2 separate regions of the Sus scrofa genome follow, and region 1 is linked to region 2. Evidence: chromatin contacts called from public Hi-C data. All regions are on one chromosome and are shown on one strand. Each heading gives the region's core, a stretch centred on a gene start, on an enhancer-like site or on the middle of the called end of the contact. The rest is flanking DNA. Distances are from core to core; before and after follow the strand shown.

Region 1 (7,793 bases), core at 1,844-4,343, 270 kb before region 2:
CCACTCAAGAAATTCCTTGATGTCTTTTTCCATCCACTTATACCTCAAAGCTCCCAGCTGTCTTAAAGAAGTCTATTTACAATTGATTTGATTGATCAGTGATCCCACCAAGGGCCTCTCATTGCATTTCTTTGTTACATTATCTTCCATCTGTTTGTGTTTTTTCTTTTTTTTTTTTTTTTTTTTGCTGTTTAGGGCGGCATTTGTGGCATATGGAGGCTCCCAGGCTAGGGATCTAATCGGAGCTACAGCTGCCGGCCACAGCCACAGCCACAGCAATGCCAGATCCAAGCTGTGTCTGTGACCTACACCACAGCTCATGGCAACACTGGATCCTTAACCCATTGAGAGAGGCAAGGGATCAAACCTGCAACCTCATGGCTCCTAGTCGGATTTGTTTCCACTGCGCCATGATGGGAATTCCATCTTCCATTTGTTTTTATCTTTTTCTTTCCTGTCGTAGATTTTTTGGAAAGAGCCAAACCAGTTGTCCATATGCTCACTTATCTTCCCACAATCACATGCGTTATTTGAGGACTGAGAGTTGTAAAACCTCTCCTATCAAAACTCATATAGCAACCAGTAAAGAGCATTAAGTAACCAGAAGAAAGATATTATTAATGTGTACATGGTTGGTAGGCTATGGGACCCACCCAAAAAGTAAGAGAGGATTTCCTTAGATGTTGAAATAGGTTAGTAAGAAGGGTTGTCTTGTGCACCGTGGTTTAGGTATGGTTCTTTTCTAGAGATATAAAGTAAAGTAGCAGAACAAGATCTCATTTTTGAGACACTAGGTTGGAACTCTAAGGAGGTGCACTTCAATAAAGTGTCTGGGCTGCCCTAGGAGAAATCGTCCCTCAGTTGACTTTTTTTCTCTCTTTGTCAACTCCCCCGTTGTTCCATCACTGGGTTTTAAAAGCAGGTGTGTTGAGGCACCAAACAATAAAGTGCATTTTTTATGTGTACAATTTGATGCATTTTTGAGGCATGAATACACTTGTGAAAACACCACCACAAGGAATATAATGATTTTATGATCCAGCCTAAAAAGTTTTCTGGTGCCCCAACTTCATTTCCTCCCTGCTGCAGACACCCACTGATCTGCTCTACAGATCTGATTAGTTTACATTTTCCCAGAAATTTGTATAAAGGGAACCTGGCTACTTTCATTGAGCATAATCATTTTGAGATGCATCAATGTTGTACTGCATATCAGTAGCTCATTCCTTTTTATTTTATTTACTTTATTCCTTTTTTATTTCTAAGTAGTAACCCATTGTATTCTATTCCTAATTAATGATGGTAAGGATTTAGAGGGAGTGCCCTTATCTGGACCACTCTTGGGTCTTTAGTGTCCTCAGTATTTTTGGAGACATACTGGTCTTTCAATGGCCTGGGGCAATGACACTTTCTTAATATACCTACTCCCATGAGAATAAATCCTTGCTCCATCATCACTTTTTTTTTTTTTTTTTTTTTGTCTTTTTGCCATTTCTTGGGCTGCTCCCGCGGCATATGGAGGTTCCAGGCTAGGGATCGAATCGGAGCTGTAGCCGCCGGCCTACACCACAGCCACAGCAACACAGGATCCGAGCCGCATCTGCGACCTACACCATAGGTCATGACAATGCCAGATCCTTAACCCACTGAGCAAGGCCAGGGATCGAACCCACAACCTCGTGGTTCCTAGTCGGCTTCGTTAACCACTGAGCCACGACGGAAACTCCTCTATCATCACATTTTTGAACATCCCTGGTCCTGGTTCTGTCATAAGGATCTGAAGTCACTGTCCTCCTCGAATTCTGTAGTTATGAGTATGTAGGTGGCGATGGTAGGCGCAGGCATGGGAGGGCTTGGGTGGGATTGTGGGAAGAGTAACATCCATTTGCTGCATCGTAGTGACACCAGTTTTCACTTAAAGGCAACACCCGAAGCCCTTTATCAAAGCTCTGAATGCTACATGGACTATTTGAAGGACCCTATTTCTTTGAGTTGCAGTAAGTTCCTTCATATTTTCTGAAGATTAAAAACAATCATCGTAGCGAGAATGACTTTTTTAAACTTTATGCAGAGGATGTTATTGTTTATGACTCATTATCATTTAAGACATACTAAGCATCCTCCGAAAGTGATTTTTAGGCACAAGCTCAGAAGGTTGGTCCAAGGATCGTGGCGCACAACCACAGAGAACAGTTCAAGGAAGGGGAGGTGAGCATAATCATGGTGACAAGAGGAAGAACGAGAAACACCGGGGATGGGGGGTTGTTTGTTTTTTGCTTTTGTTTGTTTTGCTGGCTGAAGTTCCCTGGCCGGGGTCAAAACTGCACCACAGCTATAACCAGAGCCACAGCAGTGACAATGCCAGATCCTTAACCCCCTGAGCTGCCAGGGAATTCCCTGAGAAACGCTACATTTCCATCTTGCTCCTACTCCAGTTAATAGAATGAAAATGATGTCTCCATTTGATCCCCATCCCCCACCCCATGGTGATTCATTATGGACAGGATGTCTTTTTACTAGAAAAGCTTATCTTCTCTAAGAAAGCAGTTCTGGTTTGCTTGGCACACACTGACCGTGAACATTCAGCCTCTTCCTTAAAGAGTCAAAAGGAGAGTGTGAGGAGGGCGCAAGGAGATCCAGGGTCATGATGGCCACATTATTTCTTCCTAGAATAACATACTCTTTGCTGGTTGCCAGCCTGCTTATTTTTATGTAGATTTGACCTCGGTTGCAGCCTTGAACAACTAAAATAGAATAAAATAACTATAAGCTACTTCAAAAAGCTTGACCTTAAGAGTATATAAAAATATAAGACAAAGGCAGGAAAACAAACCGAGCCACAGCTTCGAGCAAAGAATAAGTGAGCTTCTTGAGTCTAGTTAAAATATCAGCTCTGTGCATATTAGATTCCATCCTGTGTTTGATGATTTCGGCAGTGAGTGCTGCCTTTATCGATTGTTAGAGTGGAATGTTCCAGAGCATTATATTACAATCTGTCTCCAAATGGCTTTTCAGAAAGAAATTTCCTGTAACTCAGAGGCAGAAATTATGCAGGGACCTAAAAAGGAAGAGACTAGACAGCTGAATTTCACCCAGACTTTTGCAAATGGGAAAGTAAGTGACGGAGTGTGCCCAGAGAGAGCCTGGATTGGTTTTCTTAGTAAAGGTCAGTTTCAGTTTGTTATTATTGCCCCACCAGAAGCTGTGCTAAATACTGCTACATAAAGCAAACTGGCGAAGGTTGTGGCTTTGAGGGTCACAGTCCCTTAAAGATGCCTTGGAGCTCAGGGTCTCTTAGCTCAAGCTTCTTCCTTCATTTATCTCTTTTTCATCCAACTGCCTCCTGCATGTTCTTGCCTCCACCTCACCTCCTCCATGCAGCCCCTGTCCTCTTTCCTTGACCGTCTCGCTTCTCTGAAACCACGACATTTTGCACCACCGCATGCCATTTACATATTATTTTCTAACACTTACATATGCATTGATTTTATTTTACATTTAGACTACCACATTAAGGATGTGTCTTACACAATGCGTATCCTCTAAAGAATTCTAATGCATTGTGCAGAGGCCAAGGGCTCGCTGTGTGTGTGTGTGTGTGTGTGTGTGTGTATGAGTGTGCATGTGCACGCCTACTGCCCTACATTGTTTTCTTTAGTCAAAGATGTGGATTTTCTAAATTATTAATATTTGGGTTGTGTATTTAAGAAACTTCAACTCACCTCAGCTTAAACAAAAAGAGTGGTTTATTGGCTCAACATGACTGAAAAATTTAGTTTTGGTTTCAAGTAAGGTTCAACCCAGTGGTTTAAGGATGTCAAAACAGACCTGATTCCTTTCTGTCTGCTTTGCCTTCCATGAACTTGACTTTGCCCTGTGATTCTTTTCATCTCAGGACCGCAGCTCGCAGCTCCTGGTGTATATAATATGTGCATCCTTATTCACATGCAGAGGAGAGGGCATCTGAGTCCCAGGGTTCCCAACAGAAGTGCTAAGAATCTGTTGGACTAGCTTAAGCTGCATGCTCACCCCTGCGTAGAAAGGAGTATGGATACACAGATTAGCCTAGATTAGCCTCCTGAGATGATATGAATCCCCACATGGAAATTGGGAAGGTCAAGTTAGTGTATGGGAACTTGGAAGGCTACCAACAAATGCTATACAACTTCCGCTGACTTTGTTTATCAACCTCCCACCGTCTGCTAATATCTCATCTCATATAGAAAGGATCTGTTCTCTGCCTTCCAGGCATTTTTTTCTAGAGAAAATAAAAGGAATCAATGCATAACATTGGCATCAGCTGGCCGCCAGAGACTTTGATAAATTCTCTTGTTACCACATCACTAACAGGGTTTTCCCGGGACTGTAGTTCCCTCCTATTCACTCTTCATCACTGCAGTGGAGGGAGGGAGGGAGAGAAGGAAGGAAGAGAGGGAGAAAAAAAAGGGAGGAAGAAAAGGAAGGAGATAGGGAGGGAAGCAATGTACTTTAGCTTAGAGGCTTAAACAAATCCCCATGACTCTGGTTCACCCAGGCTTGGGGAGACTTCCTGGGCCAGGTCTGTCAGAACACAGCATTGAGAATGTAAACGGAAGAGTCAACGTCATTTGCTGGGCTTCCTTGCTACTTCTCTGCTAGAGGAACACCAGATATTTTTGAGTGAAAGACTGGGTTCCTGGAGGTGACACTCCCCTCAAGTATGAAGCCTGTTCCTTCTTGGCCCCATTTAAAACCTCTGCAGGGGGAGGCCACATGATTTCAATTTCTGTGCTTCTATTTCTGACAAGATCTGGGGCATTCTTGTTGTCAGGAATAAGCTATCGGTTGATGACAGGACAAAAATGTACTTTCAGTGTGTGTGATTGACCAAGCAAAGCCCCGTTTTCAGAACATTTGCTCACGGAAGCTCAGAACGAGAGGGAAGGCGATGGTCATGACTGCACTGATTTTGGAATAATCATCTCGCCATCTGAGAAAGTCAAGCTTGGATTTGAACTGAGTGTGGGAGGGGGCGGCAGGCGGGGAAGAAGATAAACCTCTTCAGAAGGAGAGTCTGTGTAGAAGAAAGAAATGCTTCCACATCCTCTCGCCAGACACCTGTTCTTTTTTAGTATAAACTCCAGCCTTGGACACAGTATGAAGAACCTTCACTTTGCACCACCATATCTGAAAAGATAATTAACAAAACATCAAAGAAAGGAAGAAAAGGGGGCGGAATGAGGAATTCTTTCTTTGGCAAAAAGATTTCTGCAGGGATCATTTCAAGAACAAACCCCCCTTGGTCTTGGGAGATAGTTCAACTTCCCAGACTTTTCCAGAACCCAGCTCTTTTGTAAAAGGAGCTGGAGGTAAGATGCAGTGTTTAGCAGCTTGTTGAAGCTTGAATAAAAATGCGGAGTGCTTGCTTCATCTGCCTCCTTAAAGACGACTTCAGCTTAAAGAGACGTTAAACTCACTTTTCTTTAGTGCCTTATTAAAGTGATTGTGTCGAAAGAGATCCAGAAGATAGGAACAGTTCTTGCTTTTTGGAAGGAATCATATCAGATGAAAGAGGCATAGGCTTTGCTGAAACCCCAAACGATGTTTAAAGACACATTGTTCCATGGTCTCTTAAGACCTGTCTTGACAGGAAGATGCTGCCTAGGTCTAGTCCTGTCATTCAGAGGTGAGGGGGTTGCGTTAGCCCATCCAGAGGGGCCCTTCAGGCCCTGTCAGTCTCAGAGTCTGTGCGCCTGGGTCAGCCAAGTGAGAATCAAGGACCACACAATGCAAGCATTCAACCGGTGGTTTGATCCCGCCAAGCCTCCTGGGCGCTGACAGTTCCAGTGGCATGAAGCAGTTCCTACAGTCTCTGCACTGTTTGTGGCATTCGAGTTGCCTGCTAACTACTTTCTCCTGCGCAAAATGCCTGTCAAAGACTGCTCGACAATCGCTAATTTAGCCAAGTCGTTCGTATCTGATATTTAGACAAGATAAGCTGAAGGTCTTTGTGGAAGCTCATTACTAAAAGATTATTTCTGAGCAAGCGGGTGCTGTCTGGACGGTGACAGCATGGTAGAGGCCTGATAAGTAGCCCTGATGGGCTTTAAGTTCTTAAAGGAGTGTCCCGAGATGGATGTTGGCCTGTAGCAGAAGTTGCACTCTCGCTGCAAGATAGTTTTCCCAGCTACGATGCAGCTGGAAATCCCTTCAACCAGATCCTTCCAGCACTACCAGGCTCCATTCTGGGCATCAGGTGCAAGTGGGCCCACAGAGGACCTTGGGAAAGGCACAGAGGAGACCAGGAAATCTGATTAAGAGATTGGAAAAATAACGTAAGAAGGAAGCTGATATAAAGGCCTTGGAATTATTTAGCTCAAGGGAGGAAGAAAGGGGAAAAAAAAGGTTGTTCTAAACTGCAACTCTATGATCAGAGAAATTGGCCAAAATAGATGATCATTTTAGCCCTAGAATATATGATTCTGTGATGCTACTGGCCTTACCCAAAACACCAGTTATTCATCCATGTGAGTGACAGGGACAACCACTCACCGGTCTCTTCTGCCTCATTTGGAAGAGGCAGGAGTGAGACCAAAGCTCCTTACTCTTAGCCATGGGTCTCAAGGGAGAGAAAACTTTATGCCACCATCCAAGCTGGGATCGTCACAGTTTCCAGATGCTCAGGAATCAATGTCCTCACGCCTGTCACCTTCTGGCCATCTCTGGGAATATATGATGGTGGAAAGAGAATCAATATGAGATCTTTAAGTTTAATTTCTGTTTAATTAATTCAACAAATAGTGAGCACCTCCTTCTGCTGGGCAGTGTTCTAGGTACTGGGGAAATAGGAATAAAGGAAAGACCCAACTCCATCTTCTCCATGTGTACGTTTCATAAGAAGACTGACACTGACAGATGAATGATACAGAGTGTGGGCGCTAATGTAAAATGTTTTGAAGGAATGAGGGCCTTGAACAGCAGAACCTGGGTCATCAGAAAGAGAAAAGCAGGAGTTCCCGTCGTGGCGCAGTGGTTAACGAATCCGACTAGGAACCATGAGGTTGCAGGTTCGATCCCTGCCCTTGCTCAGTGGGTCAAGGTTTCGGCGTTGCCGTGAGCTGTGGTGTAGGTCGCAGACGCGGCTCGGATCCTGCATTGCTGTGGCTCTGGCGTAGGCTGGCAGCTACAGTTCTGATTCGACCCCTAGCCCCGGAACCTCCATATGCCGCAAGAGCGGCCCAAGAAATGGCAAAAAGACAAAAAAAAAAAAAAAAAAAAAAAAAGAAAGAAAGAAAGAGAAAAGCAGAAGAGCCCATCCTCCAGCCCTAACCCTTGATTTGAAAGCAGCACCACAGCTGCTCCTTGGGCTGCAAGCTGCATGCTTCTTCCCTTAATTTTACCAAAGTGAGTGCGTGCTGGCTGCACAATCAAGTGACTGTCACAACTCTTCCCACCATGCAGGCTCTCCAAATTGAAGAGTAATAACTTCGCTCCAGGAGGGGCTGGGATGGGGTTCCCTGAGCACTCGCTCGGTGGGAATGGCCCAAGCCTCAAGTCAAAGGAAGTCAGTTCCTGCCTAGGGATTCTGAGTTTCCCAACTCAAAAGCAAGGCTGCAGAGACACGAGTTTTGTTTCTGAGAAACAATTGATTGGGGAATTCGAGTGTATCATTGTCTTCTCCAGTCCTTTGCCCTGATCTCATCTTCAAGCCCCTCCCCTCATTTCAGTCCTTGAGGTGTCTGAACAGTCATCAGCTAAAGGAGGGCTTGGATTGTGTGTGTGTGTGTGTGTGTGTGTGTGGTGTGTGTGTGTGC
Region 2 (7,574 bases), core at 771-3,270:
GGAGGCAGAGAAAACAATCCCCCAGCAAACTCCCCACAGGATTTCTTTATTTGAAGCCAATCTGGCCCAGAACCCCTTTAGCCATGACCTCAGATGCTGGTGAAATAAGAGGGACGAGGTTTTGACTTTTTTTGCAAGCCACCTTCCCATGTCAATGTCACAAGCTTTTCATCGCAATCACCTGAAGAAGTGGGGGGCATGGGGGAAGGGAGGGGTGGTTGTCCCCACTTTATAGAAGAGGAAAGTGAGGCACAGAACCACCAAGGATTTGCCCAAGCTCATGCAGCTCAGAGCGCAACAGACCACGAACCAGTCTGGCCCTCCTCACTTCTGGCCCTCAGCCCACTTTTTACTTTCTAATATTTTACAAGTGTGTTTCCTTCCTCCCAACCTCTCGTCACTTCGTTTTCTTGAGGAATCACCCTCTTCCACCAGTTAGCAAGAGAATAGGTTAAGCAGTTGTGTTTGGTGTCACAAATTAGGGATAATTCAGGGCATTTCTTCTAAAGACGTAACAGCAATATCTCTTTTCTCTTTTGAAAGACCCAGAAATGGGAGTATAAAGAAATTAAGGTAGAATGAACTTCATGTTCAAAGAAATGTGTAAAACGAGAGCAAATAAGCCAGCTGAGGAAATCAGTTATAGTTTCACAAAACTATAAATATGTGGTTGGTGCAAAGCAGACACTGAACTAAGGACTCCACTCCCAGGAAAGAAAAATGTGTGATTGTGGACACTATGGATGACCAGAGAGTTTAAATTTAACTTCTGAACATTAGGAAGAAAGAAAGAAAGAAGAGGTAACAGCACACCACAAAACCTAATGACACTGGGCCCCCAAGTATAAGTTTCTATGTGGGCAGGTCACACACAGCATGTTTGCAAACTTCATAAAAAAGAAAAAGAAGAAAGAAAGGGAGAAAAAAAGAAAAGCAGAGGAAGAGAGGTAAAATTTAAAAGACAATTTCTGAGGTATCTATACAAGAAATTGCTTTATGTCCTCTGAAGAGGCAGAGGCCAGGACAAGGGCCCGCTGGGCCAGAAGGTCTCTTAGAGACAGAAGTGAAAGGCTCGGGCAGTTTAAATTCTGGCCCACCCCACTTGTCGCCCTCTGGTTAAAGTGAATAGGAGGAAGAAGCGGCATTCCCATTGTGGTGCAGCGGAAACGAATCCGACTAGGAACCCTGAGGTTGTGGGTTCGATTCCTGGCCCTGCTCAGGGGGTTAAGGATCTGGCATTGCTGTGAGCTGTGGTGGAGATCGCAGATGTGGCTCGATCTGGATCTGGCGTTGCTGTGGCTGTGGCGCAGGCCAGCAGCTGTAGCTCCAATTAAGGAGACACCGGAAAAGGAGAAAAGAAAATACCAGGGAAGCAAAGGAGGAGACCCAGTGAAAAGAGAGAAGAGCCGGTGGATGGTAGCCTGGGCAGGGGAAGCAGAGGGGGCGGAAAGGGCGAGACCAGGAGGAGGACCCAGAGGAGCAGAAACAGACATGAGCTGGGAGAAGGACGAGAAGTGAGAGTGTGAAAATGCAGGAAGCAAGGGAGCTCTTAGCTGTGCTGCCAGGCCTGAACCTGCAGACCGTTGGCTCTGAGAGGAGAGGAGCAACAGTCATTCCCAGAGCCAAATGCAACCTGGCACCCCTGCTGGGTTTGGCTCAGCCTTAGAGACAGCCCCCCCTGCCCCCACTGTCATTGGCCATGGATGTGGGCCTGTGGCCAATAGTCATCGCCCCCCTTGACCCCTTGAATTGGCCCGGACATACTCTGCACACGGACCCTCAAAGGGGTATGTGGGAGGCCCGTCCTGCTGCTGCTAAGCCCCCCAGCTCAGGAGCTCAGTGCCTCCCGAGGTCCAGCTGGAAGACAAGTATGTTCCCACGGTCGGAGCCTTTGGAAGGAGGACGCTCACCACCCTGGCAGGTGTGTCCGAGTCGCGCACGGCCTACCCCAGTTACCCTCTGCAGGTGGCTGGCCTGCACTGTGGCCACAGCCTGGCCAGAGCCTGCCCTGGCACGGGCCCAGGGCACCGTCACACTTTCTCAGAGGACTCACTGTACTTACTATTGAGACAGTAGTTCCCACACTCTGCCGGGTGCCAGCATGAAACAGAACAGGCAAAGTCAGAATTTCACAGTCATTGTAAAATCCCAATTACTTCGGTTGCAGATCTCTGGAAACCAGCCTTGCTGCCCTCACGAAAGCCCTGCAGGAATTCACATGCCTCTTAGGCAACGTGAATCTGATGCCCAACAGGAACCACTGGAAATCTTTTCTCAACCTGGTTGTCACTAAGTCCCTTCAGACCCAGCCTAATTGTGGGGGTGTGGGTGGCGGGACATGTGGATAAGAAATCGCCTTACACCTCTGAGGCTTCCCTGACCTTCACCTGCTGATCCTCATTCAATCCAAACCTGGTTTCCTTGCTAAAGAGTTACTTACCTTGTCATTGACCATTACTTTTCTTGGCTCTAGGCTGCAGGCGAAAAAGGCATGATAAGCCAGCCAGCTGCTTCTTTTCTCCCCGTGGTGGAAAATATCACCCTCATTCCCACCCCACCCCCTTGGCAAGATTCCAGAGCCCTGGTCCTTTTGTGATCCACAAAGGAACAAGAGAACTCTCCAGAAATGATGCCACTGAATACAAAAACGGTGAGAATGTACTCAGTGTCGACAGTATATGTGGATAAATATTAATTCCGTCCTAAAACATCACAGCTAGAAATGACCATCTAACCCCTTCTGGCCCTTTGAGGTTTGTTTATATATTTTATTTATTTATTTATTTATTTCCGCTTTTTGGTGCCAGGCTGGCAGCATATGGAGGTGCCCACGCTAAGGGCATAATCAGAGCTACAGCTGCCAGCCTACGTCACAGCCACAGCAACACAGGATCCGAGCCGTGTCTGTGACCAGCATAGCTCGTGGCACTGCTGGATCCTTAACCCACTGAACGAGGCCAGGGATTGAACCCATAATCTCATGGTTCCTAGTCGGATTTGTTTCTGCTACACCACAACAGCAACTCCTGTTTATATGTTTTAAAAAAGACTGTATTTTTTCCTGATCCTTTATATCTAATTTCTTTTGCATTGTCTTTTTCTTTTCCTGTGGCAAAGGCACTCATCAAAAAATGGTTTTGGTGTTTCTTCACATTTAGACCTAAAAGCTTGTGCCATCTGGTGACACAAATGATACCCCCAAAGAGTAGCCGCCTGGAAGCCAGGCAAAGCAAATATGCCACTGGAGGGACTTGAAATTCCCCACGGACTGTAAAGAGTTGAAAGGAAAGTGCTGGCTCCTTCATACAGCCCCAGGACCAGTGAAGGAAGACCTGAGGGTGTTGTAATCTAGCTTTCCCCGCAACCAGGACTCCTCTCAACAACATCCTGAGCGATGGCCACCCAACCCCAGAGAACGCTTTTCATGGGGGCAGGGGGTGCTGTCGGGGGGACAGCTCACTGGCCCACGGGGCAGCACCTTCCCTTGCTGGACAGCTCTACTTGGTGCAGACGTCTCAGTTACATGAAACTGACTCTGCAGCTACCAATAGGACAACCGCAAAAACATCTTTTTCTACACTACTAGCCTTCGACTATCTAAAGATTGACATCTAGGCTGAATGCCTCTGAATTTTAATGACACCCTCCCAAGAAAAGAACTCTCCTAGAGTAGGCACAATTTCTATGTTTTATTCATTTATGCTTTTTCATATTGAGTTTTTTTAAACTGCAGCCCCTATTTACTGAAGCTATTTTTTTTTTTTTTTAAATGCACTGGAACACACACAACCCCCCTCCTCCACCAACAATCACCCAAATCAGACCCAGCAATACAATGTTTATTTAGTAAATACAACATGGTTGAGCAGTACAGATCAGGCAGGTTCCGATCTCTGAGGGCTGTGCAAAGTGTGACCTAAGCCAGGGGCATTCTGTGTCAGTAGTGAGTGTGGAACAGCTTCACTCGCTACAGAGAGACACCGCCATCTAGTGGTCTGCAGGGGTTCTGCAAGATCTGAGTCAACTCAGTAATGCAGGGAAGGGAAGGGAGGACCAAGGCTCAGACTTCTTTCCCAAGTGGGCTGTCTGCTTTTGGTTGTGGGAACTCCAGGAGGGAACAGCTGCACCCTGCACCCTTGTCTTGGACACTCGGAGCACAGAAAAGGCTCTGAGAAGTCCCGCAGAAAAGAGAGAGCAGTTTGTTCACCCAGGATTACCCAGACTTAATTGACCCCAGAACCCCCTTCCCGTTTTGTATATGTGAATGCATGTTGTCTCTCTCTCTGCAATGAGCACAAAACATCCAATCATATTCCTCAGAACTAAACTTTTTACATGTGCTTTGTAAATTCTGCTTGATCTCGTTAGTAACCATTTAGATATAAGAGCTCTGAAGGGCTGGGATGCAAGGTGGGTACATTTGGATAAGAGTAGAGAGAATGATGAAAAAAAACCTCCAAGGGTGGGAAGTATCTTTTGGGGTAGGGAGGCTTTCTGACACCCTGCTGCTGAGATAAGAAGGGGGACTCAATTATTGGGGTGAAGCAAGGGGTGCTGGGATTTGAAATGGAAGAAGGCTATTAAAAGTAGGAGCCCCCAAACAGCAGGAGAGGGGACCACCAAGCCTTGATTTTTACTGATACCTGACTGAGGTCATGGCTGGGAATCAGATGAGCCTCTGGGCCACTCCCGCCCCAGGCTGGGAAAGAGAGGTTCCTTCTTTCTTTCTTTCTTTAATGGCTACACCCACGGCATATGGAAATTTCCACACGAGGAACTGAATCTGAGTCACAGCTACAAACTACGCGACAGTTGCAGCAACACCAGATCCTTTAACCCACTGTGCCCGGCCAGGAATTGAACCCTTACCTCCGCAGAGACCCAAACCAGGTTGGATCCTTAACCCACTGCCACTGTGCCACAGCGAGAACCCTGAGGCTCACTTATCTGCAGCTCAGTCAAGCCTGGTGCCCACTTTCATCTGGGCTCAGGCTCTGCTCCTGCCTCTGATTCACAGAGATGAAGGGCAGGAGGCAGGTCTCGAAACTACCACCATGGTCTGATGGTCTGGGAGCCTGGAATGGCTTCAGGATCTGCCTGAGTTTCTGGACACCAAGGCGGGGGAGAACAAGTGCATGGAACTTGCCTGCCTCCCACAACCCCCCTCTGAGGAGGCCAGAGAAAACCAGACTCACTGAGGATCCCCCAAGCCAATTTCCTAACGGACAAGGTGGCCCTTGGTGCAGACTGACTGAGGCCTGGTGCTAGGAGCGTCTAGCACTGAGGCCTGGTGCTAGGTGCGATCGCTGAAAAAGGGCTGGTTTAACTTCCATGGGGGCACTAGGAACACGTTCTCGCTTTTGAAGCAGGACCTGTTCATCAGGGAAGGGAAAAAAATCAAACCTTTAAATATATGTGGCTATGAGAATCCCCTTGCTGGAGAGACAGGGTTCTCTTTGACAACCAAGATGGTTTTTAACCATTCTTTGTCTTTCCCACTAAGAATATACCCAACATTTAGACTGCTCTGCATCTCTCTGGAACCATGTAGCTGCCCATCTCTCTCCCCCTTTCTTCCAATCCTTACCCAAGACTAGATGGTCACCCCGATGTTACAGCAGTCTGCACAGTAACTGTGCACCTCTGTGTGTCTGCTGGGGCCTGGAAAAATTGTCTGTAGCAGGGCTAACCTGCACTCAGAGTCCCATGAATCCTCTCGGGTCACCCAACTGGAGAGGAAATTATGTGATACAGGCCGCGCCTCTTATATACAAATCCTCCTAGGATTGGCAACAGCTGCCTTTTGGCCAGAAACACTATCTTTACTTCAAACGTGGAAATATACTGATACATCTGGAGGACAGCTGATGGTCTGTTTGGGTTTTCATCTTGGCTCTAGCCCAGGATGTTGCAAAAAAGATGCCTAGATGCCCCTCAGAGCCCCCTGTCTGCCACCTGGCTCATGCCGGGAGGCCCAAGCCCTCACCAGCGACCTCACTCCTCATTCGGGGGAAATTTGTTTCTCATTAAACCTGCATCTAGAATTACAAACCTATACATGCGAGCACTTGATATCTGTAGTCTAATATCCTGTAACAGGAAACGAGGGTTAACAAGATCACAAACTGTCCTTCCCTTCCTCCTTTAATTCCCAGAGCTAAATGTTCCTTTAAGCCTGGACGTGATCTGAGAGTGTGTTAGCGTTTAAGGCGGAGCAAGCCTGAATTTGCCTGTGGTAAAATGGGGGACCCAGGAGATTCCAACTCTGATGTGTGAAATCCAGATCCAATTTTCTGAATGAATGGGACACATTGAACTAAATCTCTCCAAGCATATGCTGAGAGCTGAAAAGGAATTTGCTTTTTAGAGTTATAAACAGGATCATTCACAAACGGATCCATTCCTCTTGGGGGATCACACACTAGTGCATCACTAAGGTGCACTATGTCAATTCATAAATTTCAAATGATGTGCCATGCAGCTTTCAACACTCCTTTCCATATAATACCACTTACTCTTCCAACTGGCAAATTGGCATCTTTCAGATTTTCCAATACTGCTGCAAAACAGCATTTCCCATTATCCCATATACTGAAATACTACCTGCGGTTTAGAGTTTTCCTCTAAGCCCTACTTCTGATAAAAAATCAGGAGCCTGGAAATAAACCCCTTAAGCAGGTGTGGAAAGCTCAGTTTAGCAAGGCTGGGACCTGCTCTACTTTCAGACAAGGGCAGGCTGGAAGCCGAGTAGCTCACAGCACCTCCTGGTGGATTTTATCTTTCTCACCAAGAATAATAACAGGTTTGGTTGAGTACCTTCCAGGTATTCTTCTAAGGAATCCGTACTGCCTCACCCCTCATCTAAGGAATGTGCATTGCCTCATTAATCTACTCTACAATTCTCTATGTTAGGCGATACTGCTGTTATTATTTCCATTTTACAGAGGGGGAAACTGAGGCACAGAGGAAACATAGCATGAAGAATAGCATTCTAATGGGTGGTTCATATTTTAGTTTGGAGCAGTGAATGTACAATCCATAGTTTGCCATATTTGGCAAGATTTCTCCTTCTAGCATTCATAAGTAGGAGTCAAAAATATGTAGGCAAGGAGTTCCAGTTGCAGCAGAGTGGAAATGAATCTGACTAGTATCCATGAGGATGCGGGTTTGATCCCTGGCCTCGCTCAGTGGGTTAAGGAGCTGGCATTGCCATAAGATGTAGTGTAGGTCACAGACATGGCTCAGTCCCTGAGTTACTGTGGCCGTGGCCAGCAGCTGTAGCTCTGATTTGACTCCTAGCCTGGAAACCTCCACATGCCACAGGTGCGGCCCTAAACAGCAGAAAAAAAAAAAAAAATTGTCAAAATACTCATCAGCCTATAAAGCCTAGATATCCACCTGCCAGGATGGGACCTGGGAGTGGCTCAGATGCAGAGGTCCTGGAAACTGCCCCCATGCCATACCTTGAGGTAGTCTTTTGGTTTCTAGATCATGATTCTCAGGAAAGGAGCCAGGGCAGGTGAGGAGGAGACATTCACTTACTGTTTACAGAAGTGTTCCAGCATTTTAATTCT

The links. Hi-C and Micro-C count contacts between places; a contact is called where the count stands out from the background.
Region 1: a contact with region 2 is called in a Hi-C map of liver, with 6 times the contacts expected there. The contact joins two enhancer-like sites. A contact is called at or near these places in 1 of 5 promoter capture datasets (liver), 14 of 47 Hi-C or Micro-C datasets (embryonic fibroblasts, epiblast stem cells, fetal heart ventricle and 6 more) and 1 of 2 datasets of contacts at active chromatin or transcription factors (skeletal muscle).

The regions. Positions count from the first base shown.
Region 1 is chr16:23,851,446-23,859,238 of Sscrofa11.1, reverse strand. All of the region lies in intron 4 of LOC106506470 (a long non-coding RNA gene), which reads left to right. Among named protein-coding and RNA genes, the nearest start is that of OSMR, 190 kb to the left of the region's middle. Within about 2 kb of position 3,093, at least 4 of the 83 cell types and tissues checked have an H3K27ac peak or open chromatin away from gene starts, as enhancers often do. A contact at or near this core is called in liver, where this site is marked.
Region 2 is chr16:23,577,382-23,584,955 of Sscrofa11.1, reverse strand. The region is part of intron 18 of EGFLAM (pikachurin); the gene reads right to left. Among named protein-coding and RNA genes, the nearest start is that of EGFLAM, 180 kb to the right of the region's middle. Within about 2 kb of position 2,020, at least 21 of the 83 cell types and tissues checked have an H3K27ac peak or open chromatin away from gene starts, as enhancers often do. A contact at or near this core is called in liver, where this site is marked.